4 separate regions of the Mus musculus genome follow, and all the other regions are linked to region 1. Evidence: chromatin contacts called from public Hi-C and promoter capture Hi-C data. All regions are on one chromosome and are shown on one strand. The core of a region is the stretch at or near the end of the contact, and the rest is flanking DNA. Distances in the headings are between cores, read along the strand shown.

Region 1 (4,677 bases), core at 653-3,152:
TTGGAGTGCTTTGCAAGAACAACCCAGGGTAAAGCTTGCCTAAATCGGAGCACAGCTCTCCCTTTGTGGGGTTTGACCATTCCTGGGCTGCACACAGCTGCCTGGGCACTCCTTTGACTCTAGCACTGCCATGAAGAGGTAAATACAAACTCAGGCAGGCATTGAGCTCAGAAATGTCTTTACTTGGGGAGTTTGTGCACAAGGAATTGTTGGCTTTTGCAATGGCCGCCATACTGAAACATAAATCACAAGGAATTTGTTTGAAATCTCGTCTTTAGGAGGTTGTGTGTTTTGACAAACCTTGCAGCAAATTTGGCCCAGCTTTTAGATTTGTAATGAAACCTGAAACCCAGCATGCTGGCCTGCCTTAGGGTCCCCAGACACATGTTCTCAGCAGCCTAGAAGTAATAGCTCCTCTAATCCCATCCTGGCAAGTGACATGACTGTGTTAGGCTGCACCGCTGGAAGTTTGGGGTGGATGTTTCTTGCAGGTGGGAGACAAGAGTGATCAAGACAGCAATTTGGGGACAATTTTACTCCTGAATGTAAACCACAGATCTAACAGCACCTATTATTCCTCTGTTGGCTAGTGACTCTAAAATACCCCAAGCCATGACTGGGGCAGAAAGTTAATTAATCTGCTTATTAAAAAGAAGAAATGTCTCATTTGCATGCATTTGCATCCAGGTCTTACATTCCATCTTGTTTTTCTGTGGTCCCTTCCCCCTTCCCCCTTAAAGCCGCTGACTTAGCTAGGTGTGAACTCCTGCACTGAATTTTCTGGGGCTTGGCTTTGTTTAAGTGTCCTGTATATGAGTAAGTGTGGGGCCAATTGGATCTTTCCTAGATTCCCTAATTCTTTGTGGCAACTCTGCCCCCCTCCCCAGGGCTATTTGGGGTTTCTTCTAGTTGTCATGCACCACAATTAAGATTTATAGACTTGGCCACTCTGGGAAGGAAGCAAAGACCTTGTCCCCATCAGAGTTGGGCTTGTTACTTGGGGGGGCAATAAATTCAATTATCTGCAATTTCTTACTCAACTGAATTTTCCATGGACATTTCTATGGGATGCTTTTTCCTTTGCGTTTCATATCTTCCTGAGCAGTCTGCTTTTTGGATCCTTTTCTTGTCTTAGAAATACCTCTTAGAAATAAAAGCCCATTGCCTCTTGGATGGATTTTTAGATGGTTCCACATTCAGGTCTGGGTGATACTGTTTTTACCTGAGACTGTACAGGTAATCTAAATGTAGGCCCCCTAAAACCATCGTCAAAAGCAGGACAACCCCCTTTTGGGAGGTTAGGAAGGGGGCTGGGAATAGGAGTAGTTTGGAAGTCAGGGGGGAGGGGAATGCTAAGATACAGCTCAGCTTCCTATCCGAAGTACAGCAGGTACAGCCAAAACTCTGTTGGGAGATGAGAGCCCGGAGGAATCTTCCAGAGGGAGTGAATCACCAACCCCAAATCAGAGGGACCAGAGTGCCAGTGTTGTTGTGTTTGGGAGTCATCCCATTTCTGATACATTACAACAGTGTGGCTGTCAGGGGCGAGAGGCTTAGGCAGTGGGTGAACCCACCTCTCTGCTAACAAGCTTAGCAATGGGGGGGGGGGGGGGACTAAAACTCAGCCTTAGACTTCTTGTCAGACTAGGAGGAGAATTATATTTTTGAACTAGTCTACAGTGTGGACAGGAAATGACCCCTTCACCAACTGCTTCTTTAAAAACAAGCAGTTGGAGCCTCTAGCTATCCAGCTCTCTCTCTCTCTCTCTCTCTCTCTCTCTCTCTCTCTCTCTCTCTCTCTCTCTCTCTCTCAACTCACTCTCCCCCTTCTCCCTCCCTCCTTCTTCCCTCCCTTCCTCCCTCCCAACCTCCAACCTCCGCTCTCTCCCTCTCAGAGCTCCAGTGCTCCCTCCCCTCCCGCGCTCCCTCCCTCCCTCTCCCTCCTCGTTCCCTCTCCTCTCTCGCTATAGAGGGCTCCCACAGCACTTCCCAGCCAGTGTGCTCAGCCTGCCTGCCTGCCTGCCTCTGTGTGTGTCTGTGTGTGTGTGAGCGTGTGTGCGTGCGTCTACTTTGTACTGTGAAGAACACAGCCCATGTGCTCTGCATGGACGTTCCTGATACTCTATTAAGCTTGATTTTCGACAAGCAGGCAAGATGTCCAGCACACCACATGACCCCTTCTATTCTTCTCCTTTCGGCCCATTTTATAGGAGACATACACCATACATGGTACAGCCAGAGTACCGAATCTATGAGATGAACAAGAGACTGCAGTCTCGTACAGAGGTAAGTTCTTCAACCTTGGCGTGTGTTTGTGGATTTTTTAAAAAAAAACTGTGCATGGGCTTTTCCTGGGGTTCTTAGCTGAATTCTGTGGGAAGTGTCCCACCAGCTACTATCACGTAGGTGGATATAAGCACAGCTGGGTGAACCCTCGAGTTTGAATGCTGGGTTTCCAGCGACAGTAACTCTTGGAGCTGGGGACAGTTTCTGCCGGAATCTTAGTATCTGGAAAGAGACAAGCCACTTGGTTCACATGCCGAGTCTCTAGAAATTCAGGTTTCCCAGAACTCTGATGTTTACAGGCTTAGAGATGGTCGTGTTTGTTGAGATATAGACTGCAAGAGATTTTGTGGATGTTTGCGTCTGTGTTGTGTGTGTAATATCATGTATACATATATTCATATATTTACAAGTTCCAGAGGAAGTCTGGTTTGACCTGAACTTACTTTTTCAAAGTGACTAAAATTGAGGTAAAAGGGACAAGAGAGCAGCCTTGTGTACTTTTCAGAACTCCCTGGAGGTGGGCTCAGGGAAGACACACACGTTTGCCTGTGTTAAATTCAGAGACAGGTTGACTGAGGAAGTGGGGTCCTCTTGTCTCTCTGGTGGTTGTGCCTCCCAAGGCTCTACCTTGGGACAGGAGTTAGCTCCCCATTCAAGCCAGAAGCAGTTGAGTGCATTTGGGATCTCCAGAGAGAGGGAGGCTGAGCCTCTCAGGCAGTGAGCCAGTCCAGGGACTTCTTCAGAACTTTCTAAATGCAAAACTCCAGACTCCTCTTTCACAATTTAAATATTTAATTTTTCTCTGGGCTGCCCGAGTGGCAAAGCACTCTGCTGCCGGGTGCTCATCTGCCTGTAAGGTGGGACTTGGTGTTGAAGTGTTTATTGTAGGTGTGTCTAAGTCTCTTGAAGAAATAGAAGTCTCTGGGAATTGAGTTTTCGCTGCATAGTACAAATGCTCATAGGAGTCATGCCACAGGGGTGTTGGGGGAATAGCGTTGGTAGGTAGTTAGATTGAAGATTGGCTTTTAACTCTGAGAAAGGATTTGATTAAGTTTGCATGATAAAATAAAACACACTTGCTTTGAATTGTCTGCTGAGCCATAGAGAATTCCTGATGTTTAATGTATTGAATAGGGCTAACAAGATGATGTGACCTGTTTTCTGATTGGCTAACTGCTGGACAAGATCTTGTGGGGTTTTGTTTTTGTTTTTGTGTGTTAGTGTGTGTGTTTTAAAGCCTGGCTCTCTTTATCACTGCTATTTTCTTTATATGTTAATGCACCATGGATGTTAAATATAATTGCTGGCACGTCGCCTCTTTCTAGAAGCCAGAAGCTCCTGTAGAGTGTAAACTCTGGTGTTTAGAGTGCTGAGTTCTTGGCAGTAAATAGGATTGTGTGTGTGTGTGTGTGTGTGTTTGTGTGTGTGCATATGCCTGTGGTGTGTGTTGCTTTATATGTGTGTTCTAGCTTGTATCTTCTATTACAATCTTTGTAAGAGTGTGTTGGAATGAATCTTCAGTCCCTGTCTAAGCTATCAGTGGCAGAGGCTGCTTTCAGAACTGGGAAGACTGGGAAGGTTTTAGAGTTGAGGCACCCAGTAATAGTAATAAAATGTTGAACAGAAAAAGGAACCGTCAGAAGGAATCAATAAAATGTTAAAAATTATACAATTAAAAAATCTCTTTGCTAAGTATAATTATTTCTCAATAATAATAATAATAATAATAATAATAATAATAATAATAATAATAGAGACCATAGACTGCAATAGATTAATTCTTGAACACAGGATTGAAAGACAACTTGTATCCTGCTTGCTTGGTAGAAAGTTGTTGAGGTTTTGTGGATGGTGTCTTCCCATCCTCCTGCTGGTTGAAGCAGGGTAGCTATTCTTGGGTTCTGGGTGCCTCTCAACCCTTCCACAACCCTGGGCAGCTAGCTTTGAGCTGGGAGACTTCCCATCCATCCTGGTCTCCATACAAATCCCTAAGATGGAATAGATTACCCACTGGTTCGTGTTTGAGATGTTTGGAAAGTGACCCATTAGGAGTATGCTTTTCCAAAATGACACATTAATCTTTCTTGAGAGCTAAACCCAAGAACTTCTAACTTTTAGAAGATTGCAGGCTAGCTCTGACTGCAGGATTTCACTCTGACCATAGCTGAAGAACCAGGAGAGGCAAGCTTGCTTTGACAAATCTTTGAGTTTTTAATTCGTCCTGACATCAAAGTACTGTGAGCTATTTTTCAGTGTGTTCTGGAACAACCTCCACACATGTACCCTCTTATTAAGTCTTTCAAAAGTAATTATATACATAATTATATCGACACCTTTGTCTCAACACAAGAAATATATTTTCATAACATGTGAAAAAAGGACAGTAATCAT
Region 2 (4,677 bases), core at 912-3,411, 430 kb before region 1:
ACCTTCCTATGGTTTGCTGCCAATGCAGATCTCTATGGCACAGCACAGGGAATCTGGAATCTGTCAGGTAAAGGTGGGCTGAGTACATGGAGGACCATCAGGCTAGACAGATACAGAGGGAAGACCTGGGGGTGGTGCTCAAAGAGCTACCTGATGGATGAAGCCTAGTTACAACATTTAACAAGGCAGCACATGATAATTTTTAAATGATTAAATTATTACGGGAAAAGAAAAGCTTCAATGTTTAAGTATGCAGGAGAGAATGGCGTGGGCCATGGATGTGGGGTGTCGGGTTTCATGAATGGCTTCTGGAGAGATGGAACTTGGGAAAATACCATTTGGCTCATATACTTGATGGTGGATCACCCACACTTCCTAGAGCCATCTGTCCTGATCCCTCCCACTTCCCACTAGAACACCAGGAACATGCAAATATGTGGAATGCTTGCAGCTCCCCACTAGCACCAAATAGAGTGTGGTATTTTTGAATCTCGTTAGGTCCATTCCAGTTTCTGGCCTAGGCATTTCATTTCCCCAGGTTATAGATGCATGTTTGTATATCTTTTCTTTTTTTCAAATAATTTTACTGGTTTTCATCTTTTGTCATTGCTTCATACTGCTACTGGATTTCAGGCATCTGTTTAGTGAATGCAGATGAGAGTATAGCTGGATTTCTACAACTGCACAAAGGATTTGTGAATTCGTGAAAATCAGCGGTGTATTCTAGGAAGTTTTGATCCTTGTAAGCCTTGATCCTGTCCTAGTCAGGGTTTTACTGCTGTGAAGAGACACCATGAGCAAGGCAACTTGTTGTAAGGACAACATTTATTTCAGGCTGGCTTACAGGTTCAGAGGTTCAGTCCATTATCATTAAGATGGGAGCATGGCAGCATCCAGGCAGGCATGGTGCAGGCAGAGCTGAGAGTTCTACATCTTCATCTGAAGGCTGCCAGTGGAAGACTGACTTCCAGGCAGCTAGGAGGAAGGTCTTAAAGCCCACACCTCCAGTGACACACCTACTCCAACAAGGCCATACTTCCTAATAGTGCCACTCCCTGGGCTGAGCACATAGAAATCATCCTAACCTCCTTGGCTGAGTGATGGCTTAGTGCTTTTCGTTTCTCAGGAAGTTATCCATCTAAAAACTGCCTTAGTTACTATGGTGATACTAGTTGCTTAGATGAAATGCTTGACAGGTAGCAACTTCCAGGGGGAAGGGCTTATTCTGGCTCACAGTTTAAGGGGGTACAACCTATCATGATGGGGAAGCATGAGGGTCATCTGGTCACATGCAATTCACAGTTGCCATTCACAGTCAGGAAGCAAGGAGTAAAGAGGCTAGTAAACCTCAGATCCCACCACTCAGTCCCTTCCTTCAGCACAGTTCCACTGCCTAAAGGTTCTATAACCTTCCAGACAGGGCTGCCCATTCATAGCGAGCAGGACATTCCATACTGAAATCACAACAAAGACAAATCAGATGAGGCCACATGATCAGAGAAATCCAGAAATAGGTAATTTGAAAATAATCACTTTGTTCACTTTAGGTATTTATTTATTTATTATTATTTTTTTAGACAGGGTCTCTCTACATAGAAGTGGATATCCTGAACCTCACTGTAGTAGACCAGGCTGGTTTTTGCCTTCATAGAAATTCTCCTGCCTCTGCCTCTTGAGTGCTGAGATTAAAGCATGTGCCACCATGCATGGCAAATGCCTATTTTTATTTTCTTTTTTCTTTTCTTTTTTTTTTTTTTTTTTTTTTTGTAGTTGCAGAGAATGAGTGGAAAAGTTATAAGGAAAATGAGACTTTTTTGATGTACTGTCTATAAAAGACAAGCTTTTTTTGCTTGCATAAATAAATCTGTGGTTTTAAGGAATGAGTGGACATATTAGCTGATGAAGGCAAGCTCCCTTATACCTTTCCTACATCATGCAGGCCATTGTAGGGGTCATGGTGAGCTCAGTGTAGATAAGAAGGCAAGGCAAGAAGTTTCTGGTGTCTGGAAGCTTAGAGTAGGAGAGATGAAGAGCCATGTGGCTTCTTGGGGTGCTAACAAAAACAGCAATGACAAAGTGATCTGGCATCCTCCTTAGCAAGGGGTGCAAGCTGCCTTTCTTGTTCAGTGTTTAACGTTTAATTGGAAGCTATTTTCTGCTCTCTATAAATCTTCTTGGCTGCCTCCCCAACTTCAGCAGGAATCTGCTACCTACAACTGCCTTGTGTCTGTGATAGTGTGGATATCAAATACAGAGGTTTTTTGTGGGAAGGCAGTGACCAGGAAGACAAGGATGCAGCCTTGGAAGTCAGAAACACAAGTGAGGCTGGCTTAGATATGGAAGAGGAAGGAACACTTTCTTCTCAAGAGCAAGTGGGCTATAGGGAGATAGAGCAGGGAAGTGACTTAGCATTTACCTCTCTCCTCCCATTTGGAAACACTCACAGACTTGACGGATTCCCAAGTGTTGAGAGTCTGGTTTATCAAGGAGCATTCTACCCCATACAGGTCTTGTAGATCTGCATGCAACTGTGATGGGAATTCCTTAGGTTTCAGTGTAAGAGAGACAGAAAGCATCCAAGTTATCCACCCTACAGCCCATGTTTCTGTTTCCCCAGAACGTAATGGTCATCACCAGATGCCTCATGTCTCAAAGGTCCCTTCACTTCCTGAATGAGGAATGCCAATCACGTAGGAGTGGGTTAGTTAAATAGAGGGTTGAGTTTTCGTGAACACACTGCTTCCCTTCAGCTGTTGTTGTCATTCTAAAAGGATCACACATCTGTTTTCTGATAGGCTTTACTGCCTAATGGGGCTGGGAGCAATGGTGTGATCAATTCTCTTATCCCACAGTCTCATTTTGGAGCAGACCCTGAGCTCTGACTTGGCTAAGGTCACACATCCAGTAATGATTGGCTTGGATTTAGCTTATAATAAATATCTTCTACAGTTTCCTATTATACTTGAACATGTGTATGTATATAGTAGCTCATTTGAAATTTTTATTTTTTATTTTTTAAAAGCAGTTTTTTTCCTACCTTACAGGTCCTCTGTGTATATACTATGACTTTTGGTTTGGGGTTTGTATGGGATTCCTGAATATGAACACACATGTGTCCCTGCATCTATTGTGTTCCTCGTGTCTTTTTTTCTGTTGGCTCTTATCTTGTTTGGCTGTTTCGTCCTGTTATGATTTGTTTGTTTTTGATTTATCTAATTTTATTATTATTTCTTATTTTCTATTTTGTAACCAGAGACAAAAAAGATCCAGATGAGGGGGCAGACAGGAAGAAACTAGGAGTAGGAGGGGAGAGGAGAAACCATAATCAAAATATATCATATGAAAAAATCTATTTTCAATAAAAGAAAGAAAAACATATGTATGTGCATTCACACATGTGCATTCAAATGTTTAAGTCCAGGTACCCATGGATGCCAGATCAGATACCCTGGAGTCGGAGTTAAAGGTGGTTGTGAGTCACTCCGTGTGGATGCTAGGAACCAAACTTGGATCCTCTACAGGGGTAATACAGAGTCTACCAAGTTGTCCCTCCAGTCAATATTTTTGTTGTGTTTTAAAATGTACATAAACCTTGGAGCTAAAGGGATGGCTTGGTGGTTAAAAGCAGTAGCAGCTCTTTCAGAGAAGCTGGGTTCAGTTCCCAGCACTCACGTGACAGCTAAGAACTATCTGTAGCTCTAGTTCTGGGGAGTCTGATATCCCCTCTGGCCTCAGAGAGTACCAGGCACGCCCTTCATACACAGATACACATTCAGGCAAGGCACTCATACACATAAAATAAGTAATAAATAAATGTATGTATACTATAATGGTATTGACTGTCATATGAACTTTTCTAAGGTGGGTGCTCAAGGTCAGAGACCCTGCCAAACATCCTCCAGTGCTCCTAGGCTTCACAACAGATAACCATCCAGGCTGAAATGCCTTTAAGAACAAACTGATTCTTTTTAGCTTGCTCCCCTTTGGGCACTGCTCCAAAAGCTTCTGTGGAGAACATTTGCGTCCGTATTCAATGGAGGTTTTTTAACATTTGCTGCCAAATCTCTGAAATTTCTTAATTCTTGAATGAGAAGCGAGGCACTTGAAACCTATGTGTCTGTTGACGACTGTAAGAGGAAATGGACACATACACATCTGGCCAGGTCAACAAAACCAGGATTGTCCTGTGGCTTCATCCTTGAGAGAAACAAGGACCATGAACAATAGCTCATGTTAAGAGCAGTTTCCCTGCATCCAAAGAGGCAGCAAAGATGCTGAGAAGGAGTGGCATTTGAACAGTGTGATGGTTAGTGTTATTCATCAGTTTGATGGGACTAGAATTACCCAGGAGATGGGCCCCTGGTGGGATTATCTTGATACACTCACTGAGGTTTAAAGACTCTCCCACTGTGGGTGATACATTCCCTAGCAGGGATCCTGGAGTTTAGAAGGAGAGAAAGAAGGCAGAGCAGCCCCATGGATTCATCGCTCTCTTGTTTTAACTGTGGATGTACTATGACCTATTGCTTCAAGCTTCTGCTACCTTGGCTTCTTCATCATAATGGATGGTGACTTGAACTGTCAGGTAGAATAAACACTTTCTCCCTTAAATTGCTTTTGTCCAAACAACAGGAATTAAAACTAAGACAGACCACTCTTGGGGAACATTTGGAATTC
Region 3 (4,677 bases), core at 1,138-3,637, 390 kb after region 1:
TGCCACTTTTTGACACAGGTGCCAGGCCATGCTTCTGATGGGTTACAGTAATGTGGATGTGCCTGTCACTATACCCACACACTTGTTGCTGATTTCTGCAGGGTGGATTCTGCCCAGCCCCAGCCTTTTTGCTCCTCTAGCTCCCAACTTGAAGTTTTCCAGAACTATATGTGATCCAGAACCAAGCCACAGTGCCTCCAGCCCTATGGAACAATCCTGTAGTATGTGCGGGGTGGTCCTCTCATATACAGAGGCAGCAAAGAGGCTGACATGGTGCCTTACAATTACTGCTTGGTTTTATTGGGAATGAAGACAAAATTTAAACAATAAGCTTAATACTAACAGTATTGCAGGCTTCACCTGTTAATTCCACTTAAGTGAGATAGTGTGCAAGTCAACAATAGTGTGATCCATTAAAAACAAAAAGTAATTACTATGCAATAAAGCCAACGTCTCTCCTATTCTGGACTTTTAGCCTGATGGCTTGCTCATGTCTCTGTCTCTCTGTCAGCTCTCTCTTCCAGGCCTGTGGTTTCATTGGCATTGTTCACTTTCCAGAGCTCTGCCAGCTGCATCTATTATACCCTACACCTCCTGGTCCACTGGATAAGTCAGTTCTGAAAAGGATTCACTTGAGGTAGCCGGTCTGGGTCAAGAACTTAAAGAGACAGATATATCAGTGAAGCAATGATCTTTTAAAGTGTCACTGGAAGGGCATGTGCGTGTGATGAGGACAAGTCTCTAACATGCCAAAATTGACATACTGAAGTTCTGCTCCATTCGTATTCCCTTAGAAAGGTGAAGCAAGGTTCAGAGCACATCAAACATAAATTAATGATTTTGCTATGAAAATCAAGAAGGAAGAAAACAGCTTTCTGAGTTGTCTAATGATAAGCTTTTCACTTAATGCTTTTGGTATATTGGGTCATGTGAATTAACCCACACCATTTTACTATGTATTTACTACTTTATTTGTGTGTATACATGAGCTATTTATGTACATATGTGTATATGTATTCACATGTGTGTGAGTACGTGAGTGGGAGAAATGTGTAAGTGTGTACATGTGTGTACGTGTGTGTGTGTGCATGTGTGTGTAGAGAGAGAGAGAGAGGCTCAACAATGATGTTGTGTCTCCCTCAATTGCTCTCGTATTTACGGAGGCAGGGTCTCTTGTTGATTGGGAGCTCACCAATTCCTTCTAGTCTAGCTAGCCATTTTGCCCTGGGATCACCTTTCTCTGCCTCCCAAATGTTGGGGTTACAGTCCATCACCACACCTGACTGGCATCCGTGTGAGTTCTGGGAATCCGAACCCTGGTCTTCATGCTTGTGTGGTAAGCACTTTACCCACTTTCCTATCTTCCCAGCCTCTCAAAGTACCTTAAATATACACTGACTATACAATGGTCATGTGCCAGGCTAAGCTGGCCCTGGAAGCAATGCACAAGGATATTGTGGAAGGATGGGTAGGAAACAGTGCACAAGGATGTTGCTACAATCATTCCAGCTAGGTCTTCCAGTCCAGTGACTCTAATAATATTGCAACACTTACTTAACTAAGAGAGCAAGTTAGTATCAGTGTGTGAAATAATCAGAGAGAGGGAAGGAACTATGGAGAAAGAGAGCTTGGGGGAGAGGAGAAAGGGTAGGACCCGGGAGAGAAAGAAGGAAGGAATACAAGATCTACTCCACTATAATGTAGGGGTCAGAAACAACTAGCAGAAGCACCCTCAAATATTTCTAGTTCTAGTGTACTGGATTATTAAAGATTGCCCTTATCAGTATCCCATCCAATCTTCCGATGGACCCTAGGAAGGAGGAAATGTGTGAGTTGTCCTGTTGTGTTTTAAACATGAGCTCTGGGGTCACAAAGTAAACATGTAACACTCTCTCAGTTGCTCAAGCAAGCCATGTAATACCTCATGCCTAAGTTGTTGTTGTTGTTGTTGTTGTTGTTGTTGTTGCTGTTGTTGTTGTTGTTGTTGTTTAGAGGGTTTATTTTGTAAGGTTGAGGTAAGTTAATGTCTGCACAGTGCTTGTACTGGGTTTGACACACAGTAAATCAGCTATTATAAAATGTTTATTCTCATGGATGCTCTTAACAGTGAACAGATTTCCCATGCCTTCTGATCCATAAATCAGGACACGTGTGCACATTTGCAGAATCACTTTGAAACTCTGCACAGTAAGATTCCCCAAGCAGAATTGGACCAAAACAAGGCCACAAAGGAGTCAACAGAGCAGAAAACAGCCAGGAAGGGCTGGACTGGAAGGGTGGAACTCAGCTGGGAAAGCGGGTTTTGAGCAAATACACATTGTACTAATCAGCAGCATCTCGTGGGATGTTCTCCCTGCGTCGTTTCTCTGAAATGCAAGAATCTCCATTCTAGGCTGGGCGCCAGGTTTTCCATCCCCGGGCCTGATGAGCAAGTGTTCCCTTCTCCCGGGCCATTGACAGAGAAAATGGAGCCAAGATTCTATTTTAGCCCAACTGCTCCACACTTACAGAAATGTGTTTGGATAGTTCACAAAGAACACACCTCTTTTGCTCCCACCAAGAGGTTGTGGGAACTCCGGGGTTCTCTTTCTGCTGTTCACCTCTGTCTTCTGTAAAATGGAAAACCAGGTTCATCTCCCCCACGCCTCAGTACCCTTTCAATGTACGAAGTCTAAGAGACTATGGACATTTAAACAGAATGAAAGCCTTTTGGTGAGTGTGGAGATCAGATCATACTGCCATTTCTGAATCACGAGTGGTGATTGTCAAGTGGACTGGACTGCAACTGCTGATTTGTGTTGGTGTTTTGCTAGAGGACTGGATTGCTGACAATGCAGATGGGAATAGCCCCAAAGAACTATTTCTAAACAGATCCACAACTCCCATTTCCTATTAGCCTTCCTTTTCCACTACCTCTGGTGGGTGGCAGGCTGGGTGGGAGGTTGAAGCATTTAAGAACCCTTAGTAAAGTAGGTTTTCAAAACTCTAAGCCTAAAGGCAATCAATCCCAGACTCCTACAGCTGACTTCCCTGCACAGACAGACTAGAACCTGAACCTGAGAGATAAAATAAAGCCTTTCTAGCCTCAGTTATTATTATTTTTTGTCATGGTATTTTATCATGGCAAAAATGGGGGTTTGAATGAGAATGGTTCATGTGTTTTAACACTTGGTTCCCATTTGGTAAATGCTTATAAAATTAAGAGGTATAACCTACTGAAGCAAATGTGTCACTTTTGAGACTTCAAAAATGTTTTGGGATTTCCAATGCTTTCTCTCTCTCTGTCTCTCCCCCTCCCTCCTTTGCTGTAGATTAAGATGTGTGATCTCAGTTCCTCCTTTACCCTGCCGGCATGGACTCTAAGCCTCTGACACCATAACCCAAGCGTACTCTTTTGTAAGTTTCCTTGGAAACCGTGTTTTATTACAGCAACAGGAATGAACTAATAAAGCAACAGAAACTAAATTAGGACACTGGACCCCTTTTCCTCCTCGCCCACATGACATCAGCTTTCCTCATTTCTCCAGCTCTAATTGTTTTCTGTTCTCCCACCTTAGTTCTTTTGTAAAAGATAAATGTATTTGGGGTGGGGAGTGGTGTATACCATGTGTGCATGGGTGCCTATGGAGGCCAGAAGAGGGCATAGGGTTCCCTGGAATGAGAGTTATAGAGTGGTTATGAGCCACCTACAATGCAAACAGCAACTGCCATTGGCTGCTGAGGCATTTTTATAAGGGCCTTGTCATTTGCTTCTTTTCTGATATGTAGGGAAGAGAGGCCCCTTGGTATTGCAAACTTTATATGCCCCAGTACAGGGGAATGCCAGAGCCGAGAAGCGGGAGTGGGTGGGGAGGGGAGGAGGGCGGGGGGAGGGTATAGGGAACTTTTGGGATAGCATTTGAAATGTATATAAAGAAAATATCTAATAAAAAAAAGCATATTTCCCCAATAGACTGAGGTCGACTTCAAGACTCCACTTCTTCATAGTCCCATCATTTTCATCCTGAGTGCAGATCTTTACCACATGTGCCTTTGTAGAACACTGAAGATTCAGCTACAGTAATGCTAAAATATGCTGTCTCATACCTAGATTGACCTGTATCCCAAATGTTCACACTCTGCTATATTCTTACTCAAATCTATACCTTTATTTTATCAATGTATTTTCATTGTTCATAATAAAATTTACTCCTGAAGCTTATCCTGTACTGCACAGTACTTATGCAATCACAGCCCTAGCCTTGCAAGTGTGTACTTTAATACACATGGAAATAAATATACAATTATTACAATGGGAATACACACATGCCTCTACTGCTTAGGATCAACTGGTTCACTATGATGTGCATAAACCACATCTAAGGGCCTGTGATACTATAGATATGTACTTACCATAGAGGAGCTCTGACTCTTGAAGCAGGAAGGGAGAGGTTATACTCCCTGAGTGAGCAGAAGATGTAGTGAAAGATGCTCCTGATAATGGGGGAGAACATAGGGAGGCATACATTCAAAGGTTTGTAAGTACACATGAGCCTGGCTAATCCTTGGAGAGGAGTAGGTGTGTACTCACAGCATGTTAGTTCATTCAGTAAGTAAAGATGTTTGTGTTTCACTGTTTGTTTGTTTGTTTGTTTGTATATGTTGTTGTTCTGCTTCATTGAGACAGGGTCTTTAGCC
Region 4 (4,677 bases), core at 1,375-3,874, 260 kb after region 1:
TCTCTTTTAGAACAAAACACAGATGACGGACCTTTCTAGTTAAAGGATGTTGGATTATCAGGGTTAATTACCAAAATTCCTACTGTAAAGCTTGAGATGTGTTGCTTGTGTAATTTTGCTTCAAGAAATTCAATGCTTCATGTTAGTATCATTGACCACATTAGTATGCATCAGTCTTTCACAGTGCCCATGATGGTGTATGAAGCCAAAGTCGTGGCACCTGAATATGTAATACAATGGAGAGCCATCGACTCCATAGCATTCTGACTTTGACAGTAGGCGTTTTTAATGTGGCAAGAGCTAGGGGTTTTCTCTGCCTTATAGTTAACCAGAGTGGAAAGGACTCTGTCAGAGAACTGCATTGTAAGAATGCTGAAGTCCATCCAAGGAAGAAAGTTTTGCTTATGGAAGGAAATGTCCTATGGGATGAAGGCTTAATTTGCCTATGACATAGAAGATAGAGGACATTTTCATAATCGTGCAGATAAGATGCATACATATCTCCTTCCCTTCCATGGTTACAAAGTCTCAGTAGTGCAGGAAAAGCCTCTCTCTCTCTCTCTCTCTCTCTCTCTCTCTCTCTCTCTCTCTCTCTCTCTCTCTCTGATGTCAATTCTTTTAGCTGATTCAAATAAAATATGTCACCTCCTTATGCTTTAAGAGAAACAACGCATGTTAATTAAATAAAACTTTTCCATCATTCAGAAACTATGCTCAATGTCTGCAGCCATTGAAAAATTTCAGAAGCATTTTGTGTCAGCCTTTTTATAGGTTTAGTCAGTATCTTTCTTTCTAGGGTCAGGCCCAAACCCACAAGAGAGCAAGGTGAGTTGATCTGAGGGGATGTAATGGAACATTTTAGACTTGTGCTAGACCACACCCCACCTCACTTTTCTGAGGAATCCACAAGGCATGAAGTGCTTTTCTCATCTTAGTTAAGACACAGAGGTTTGCTTCTTGGCTTCATTTTATCTGGAATGTTCCCTCTGCTCCCCAGTGTGCTGTTTGTTTGTTTGTTTGTTTGTTTGTTTGTTTGTTATGTGTGTATGTTTTGGTTTTCTTTCTTTCTTTCCAGGAAAACAAGGCAATCACTAGAAAGAGCTGAACATAGCTCCCTTGGCTCTGAGAGCATCAATTATTTGGACCACCTATGTCATTTTGCTCCAAGGCAGAATGGACTATTTGCCTACTCCTGTAATAAATATTTCAATACTCTGATGAAAAATATCTCTTTCTAGGACATGTAGTTTCATTATAGCGACTTAATCCAGATGCTAATTATGCACATTTATTTTTAGGAAATTTGATAGGATTCGAAGGATTCATTTTTCTTCTCTCTCTCTCTCTCCCTCTGCCTGTCCCTCCCTCCCTCCTTCCACCCTTGATGTTCACTATGCTACTCTAATTTCCTTCTGTTCTTATGTTAATTAAAAATAACTTAGCCTTGTGTAATCAAACACTATGGCTATTTTAAACAAAAAGTAAGCTTCCTGGTGCCACAAAGAAAGAGAATTGTAAAACCTGAGCTGGCATTCTGGTCCTACTCCTGGAGGATTTTTAGCACATTATGTGTCTGCAGCTTACATTGTTCTAATTTAGACGACCACTAAACTGTTTCTCCCCAAATAGCATTTGACCCAATGGCTCTGAGTTGCTTTTATGAAAATTTGGTCAACTAGCGAATCGGAAATCAGCCACATTCCTAATCAACAGAGATATTAAATATCCCTCAGGGGTATAGTGAGCATTTTGCAATTTCCTGATACCAGGAACATTATAGATTAAGGATAAATATGTAATTAGAATTTTTAAATGCACATAATAAAGCCTTTCTTTTATGTTTTCAATTTCAAATCAAATAGAAAAACAAGGCTTAATAATCAGAAGAGCATGCCGGGAGAGTTTCAGAGTCAAAGCCCCTTGAGTTATTGTCAAGGATGTGAACATGTGAACATCGGGAGATCCTGAGAGAGCCACTGTAAATGTAAATTCTTGGCTTTTGCAAAGTAAAACAATAGGTACAACCCCTGTTGGATACCTGCATCACTTCTGCAAACATGAGTTTTTGGATTTTTTTTCTCTTCTCAGTTATTTATCATGAAATCATTTACTCCTGAGACAAATATAACCTGGAAGCACATTAACTAAGTGTCCTCTAAGTGAACACTTCTCACTTGATTTTCTTCACAGTTGTTTCCCATTCTGACTTTTCCCTGTGTATCACACTACAATCTAAAATTTCTTATGTCAAAGATCATATCCCCCTAATTAAGTATTATGTCCCCCAAATAAAATTTACATATGTGATATCTCTAGGTAAAATTCAGAGAGCTTTTTAGAATTTAGATAGTATTCTAAATTCTCTATTAGACTCACGCTGTTGTTCATATATAAAGATACAAAACTAAATATTCCCACCTATTAAAAAATATACACATTGCTCTATGAGAGCTGTTGAATCATAGGACAGTGTGATCAGTATTACTTCATTAGCTAGAGAGAGAGAAGGGTTAAAAAGCTACCGGGTAGTTGGAGAAATGTTCTTTTTTACTTTTCTCATTCCTGGCCGAGTCTCAAGCTAGCACGTGATCAACTGAATGCCTGCCAGCCTCTTTCTTGTTGATCCTCCGGAGACCATCTGTGCTGGGGGCATTGATTAGAGTGTGTCTGCTGGGATTACATCTTTTCTGTTGCCATGCCAACTAATCAGCTGATTTTGGTTACCACAGAAACAAAATGTCAGAGCTCACAGTACGGTAACATGAATTCAGCACAACAGAAAATGTTTTCTTAATTGGGGACCCTTTTTGATTTTTGGATTCCAACAGAAAAGCAGGATATTTTTTTCCTTTAAAGACCAACTTTAGATAAAAGCTGCATTAACTCTATTGATTAATAAGAATCTACAGATATTTTTTGAAGTGAGAAAACATTACTTTTACTTTATTAGCTATGCTTATTTTTTTATATTTCCTAACAAAGGAGACATACACTCTTCCATATGTACCTCTGTTATGGTTCTTGGTGGTTGCATAGAAAACAAACCACAAAGCTTTGGATTTCATTTAGCTTCCATTAGAGAAGGGGAGTCTCCCGGAGTCTTGGGATAATGCTATATGTATAATCATTTGGGAGGGGGGAAGAACACCGACCAAAATTCTCTTGCATCTTTCATTTTTGGATATCATTTAACTTACTTTAAAAAAAAAATCTGTTGTAGTCAACTGGGAAACAGTTCTAAGAATTCCCATTTTATACATAGTACTCCCTGGATACAGTGAGCCCATTTGACTCCAAAGGGAGCCCGTGACTTGTGGCAATTTTCCATTTTGTTGGCCTGACGCGGTTTGTCTGTAAGAGAAGTCCCAACCAGTTTGCTATGACAGAGTGAAGGAAGGAAGCACCTAACCTTGGCCCTGCAGATGCTCCCACTGAGCAGACTTCAGAAGGATTACACACTTTCCCTCTCATCATAAAACTTGGATCTAGCTGAAGCAGACCAGAGCCTTTTTCTACCCTGATCCTGTGGTTTACAGACAGAAAACAAATAGATGATAATAGCAGCAGCAGCAGCAAGAACAACAATAATAGTAACAATAAATGACCCTGATATTAAACCAGGCTAATATATTTGTTTAACTATCTAATAATCCCATCTCTTAAAAAAATAAAGAAAATATTATAGCCTATGGATATGTTTTTCCCATAGATAGTTTACTTGTGACCCTCCCTTCTGTGAAAGTTGTCACTGCAGGTGACTTGTATGAAATTAACACCCTGAAGTGGAGGTAGGGATTTGGTTTAATCTGCATGATACTTCTTTGAGAACCTTGGTAAATTAATTCCAGTGCTCGAGATGTGTTTGGGAGAATGGTTTGGGGACATTGGCGACATCTGCCTTTCTACTCACTAACACTCATAGCTAAGCTGCCAGAAACCATGCTCAGCAGACAACCCCTCTCAGAGTTTTAGGGCATGGAGCCCACATGTCCAAACTTACTCAGAAGTTCTGCTAATTGCTTCTGAGGTTGAGGTCTTCACCCAGATTATCAATAATTATCTCATTACATCCAACAGATCTTTGATAAAATGAAGATGGCAAGTGTACTTTTTTTCAGCAGAGCCTGATTAAGCCTTCTATACTGATTCTTCCCCACAACTTCTGAAATGTCTCATCAGAGTACATGGAACGCCCCCGACCATTGCCTGTGACAGTTAGAACTTCCCAAATGGCATAGTTTGTATTCTCCCAAGAGGAGAATCATTAACCACATCTCAGGATAACTTGATGTAAGCTGTTAACCACTATCTTCCTGGACTACAGCTTTACAGATTAGCCTTTACACATTCTTTCAGAAGTTTGCATATCTGTGTTAACTAGGAAATCTTTCTCCCAGAAAGTCTGAGCAAAGACTCAGCATAGTAAAAAGGAGAAAACGTATGGAGTCTAAAGGCCAAAGCCCCTGTCATTCCCAGAGATATTTCTTGTGATCTGCATCTCAACACAAACATCATGGTGACCTTTTTTGGATTCTCTCTTCTCCTAGGTTCTGTTTGTTTTATCTGCTCAGCTATATCTGCCTGCCCCGTTCTTCTTGGGCTAGGCACACTAGACAGCATTCTCTTTGCAGAATACACTTGGTGGTGTGGGGCCATACTCGATTTCCCTCAAGTTCC

The links. Promoter capture Hi-C pulls out the DNA fragments that hold promoters and counts their contacts. Hi-C and Micro-C count contacts between places; a contact is called where the count stands out from the background.
Region 2: a contact with region 1 is called in a promoter capture Hi-C map of hippocampal neurons, with 3 times the contacts expected there. The contact joins the enhancer-like site here to the promoter of Ldb2 in region 1. A contact is called at or near these places in 1 of 39 promoter capture datasets (hippocampal neurons), 1 of 484 Hi-C or Micro-C datasets (cerebral cortex) and 3 of 115 datasets of contacts at active chromatin or transcription factors (embryonic forebrain, embryonic limb bud and forebrain).
Region 3: a promoter capture Hi-C map of hippocampal neurons shows a contact between it and region 1, with 2.3 times the contacts expected there. The contact joins the enhancer-like site here to the promoter of Ldb2 in region 1. A contact is called at or near these places in 2 of 39 promoter capture datasets (embryonic stem cells and hippocampal neurons), 3 of 484 Hi-C or Micro-C datasets (cerebral cortex and uterus) and 2 of 115 datasets of contacts at active chromatin or transcription factors (craniofacial prominence and fibro-adipogenic progenitors).
Region 4: a Hi-C map of cortical neurons shows a contact between it and region 1, with 1.6 times the contacts expected there. The contact joins the enhancer-like site here to the promoter of Ldb2 in region 1. A contact is called at or near these places in 2 of 39 promoter capture datasets (cranial neural crest and hippocampal neurons), 2 of 484 Hi-C or Micro-C datasets (cerebral cortex and cortical neurons), 2 of 115 datasets of contacts at active chromatin or transcription factors (embryonic basal ganglia and embryonic midbrain) and 2 of 9 other capture datasets (liver and pancreatic islet).

The regions. Positions count from the first base shown.
Region 1 is chr5:44,796,971-44,801,647 of GRCm38.p6, reverse strand. It overlaps Ldb2 (LIM domain binding 2), which reads left to right and starts at 1,902. Exons shown (of 8, transcript NM_010698.4): 1 at 1,902-2,286. The coding sequence starts at 2,155.
Region 2 is chr5:45,227,750-45,232,426 of GRCm38.p6, reverse strand. The region is part of intron 4 of D5Ertd615e (DNA segment, Chr 5, ERATO Doi 615, expressed); the gene reads left to right. Among named protein-coding and RNA genes, the nearest start is that of Gm46912, 67 kb to the right of the region's middle. Within about 2 kb of position 2,161, at least 9 of the 459 cell types and tissues checked have an H3K27ac peak or open chromatin away from gene starts, as enhancers often do. A contact at or near this core is called in hippocampal neurons, where this site is marked.
Region 3 is chr5:44,412,316-44,416,992 of GRCm38.p6, reverse strand. Gm36017 (a long non-coding RNA gene) reads left to right here. Exons shown (of 4, transcript XR_376935.2): 3 at 3,312-3,396; 4 at 3,953-4,261. Among named protein-coding and RNA genes, the nearest start is that of Gm36017, 13 kb to the left of the region's middle. Within about 2 kb of position 2,387, at least 58 of the 459 cell types and tissues checked have an H3K27ac peak or open chromatin away from gene starts, as enhancers often do. A contact at or near this core is called in fibro-adipogenic progenitors and hippocampal neurons, where this site is marked.
Region 4 is chr5:44,536,163-44,540,839 of GRCm38.p6, reverse strand. All of the region lies in intron 3 of Ldb2 (LIM domain binding 2), which reads left to right. Among named protein-coding and RNA genes, the nearest start is that of Gm40297, 110 kb to the right of the region's middle. Within about 2 kb of position 2,624, at least 56 of the 459 cell types and tissues checked have an H3K27ac peak or open chromatin away from gene starts, as enhancers often do. A contact at or near this core is called in cortical neurons, embryonic basal ganglia and hippocampal neurons, where this site is marked.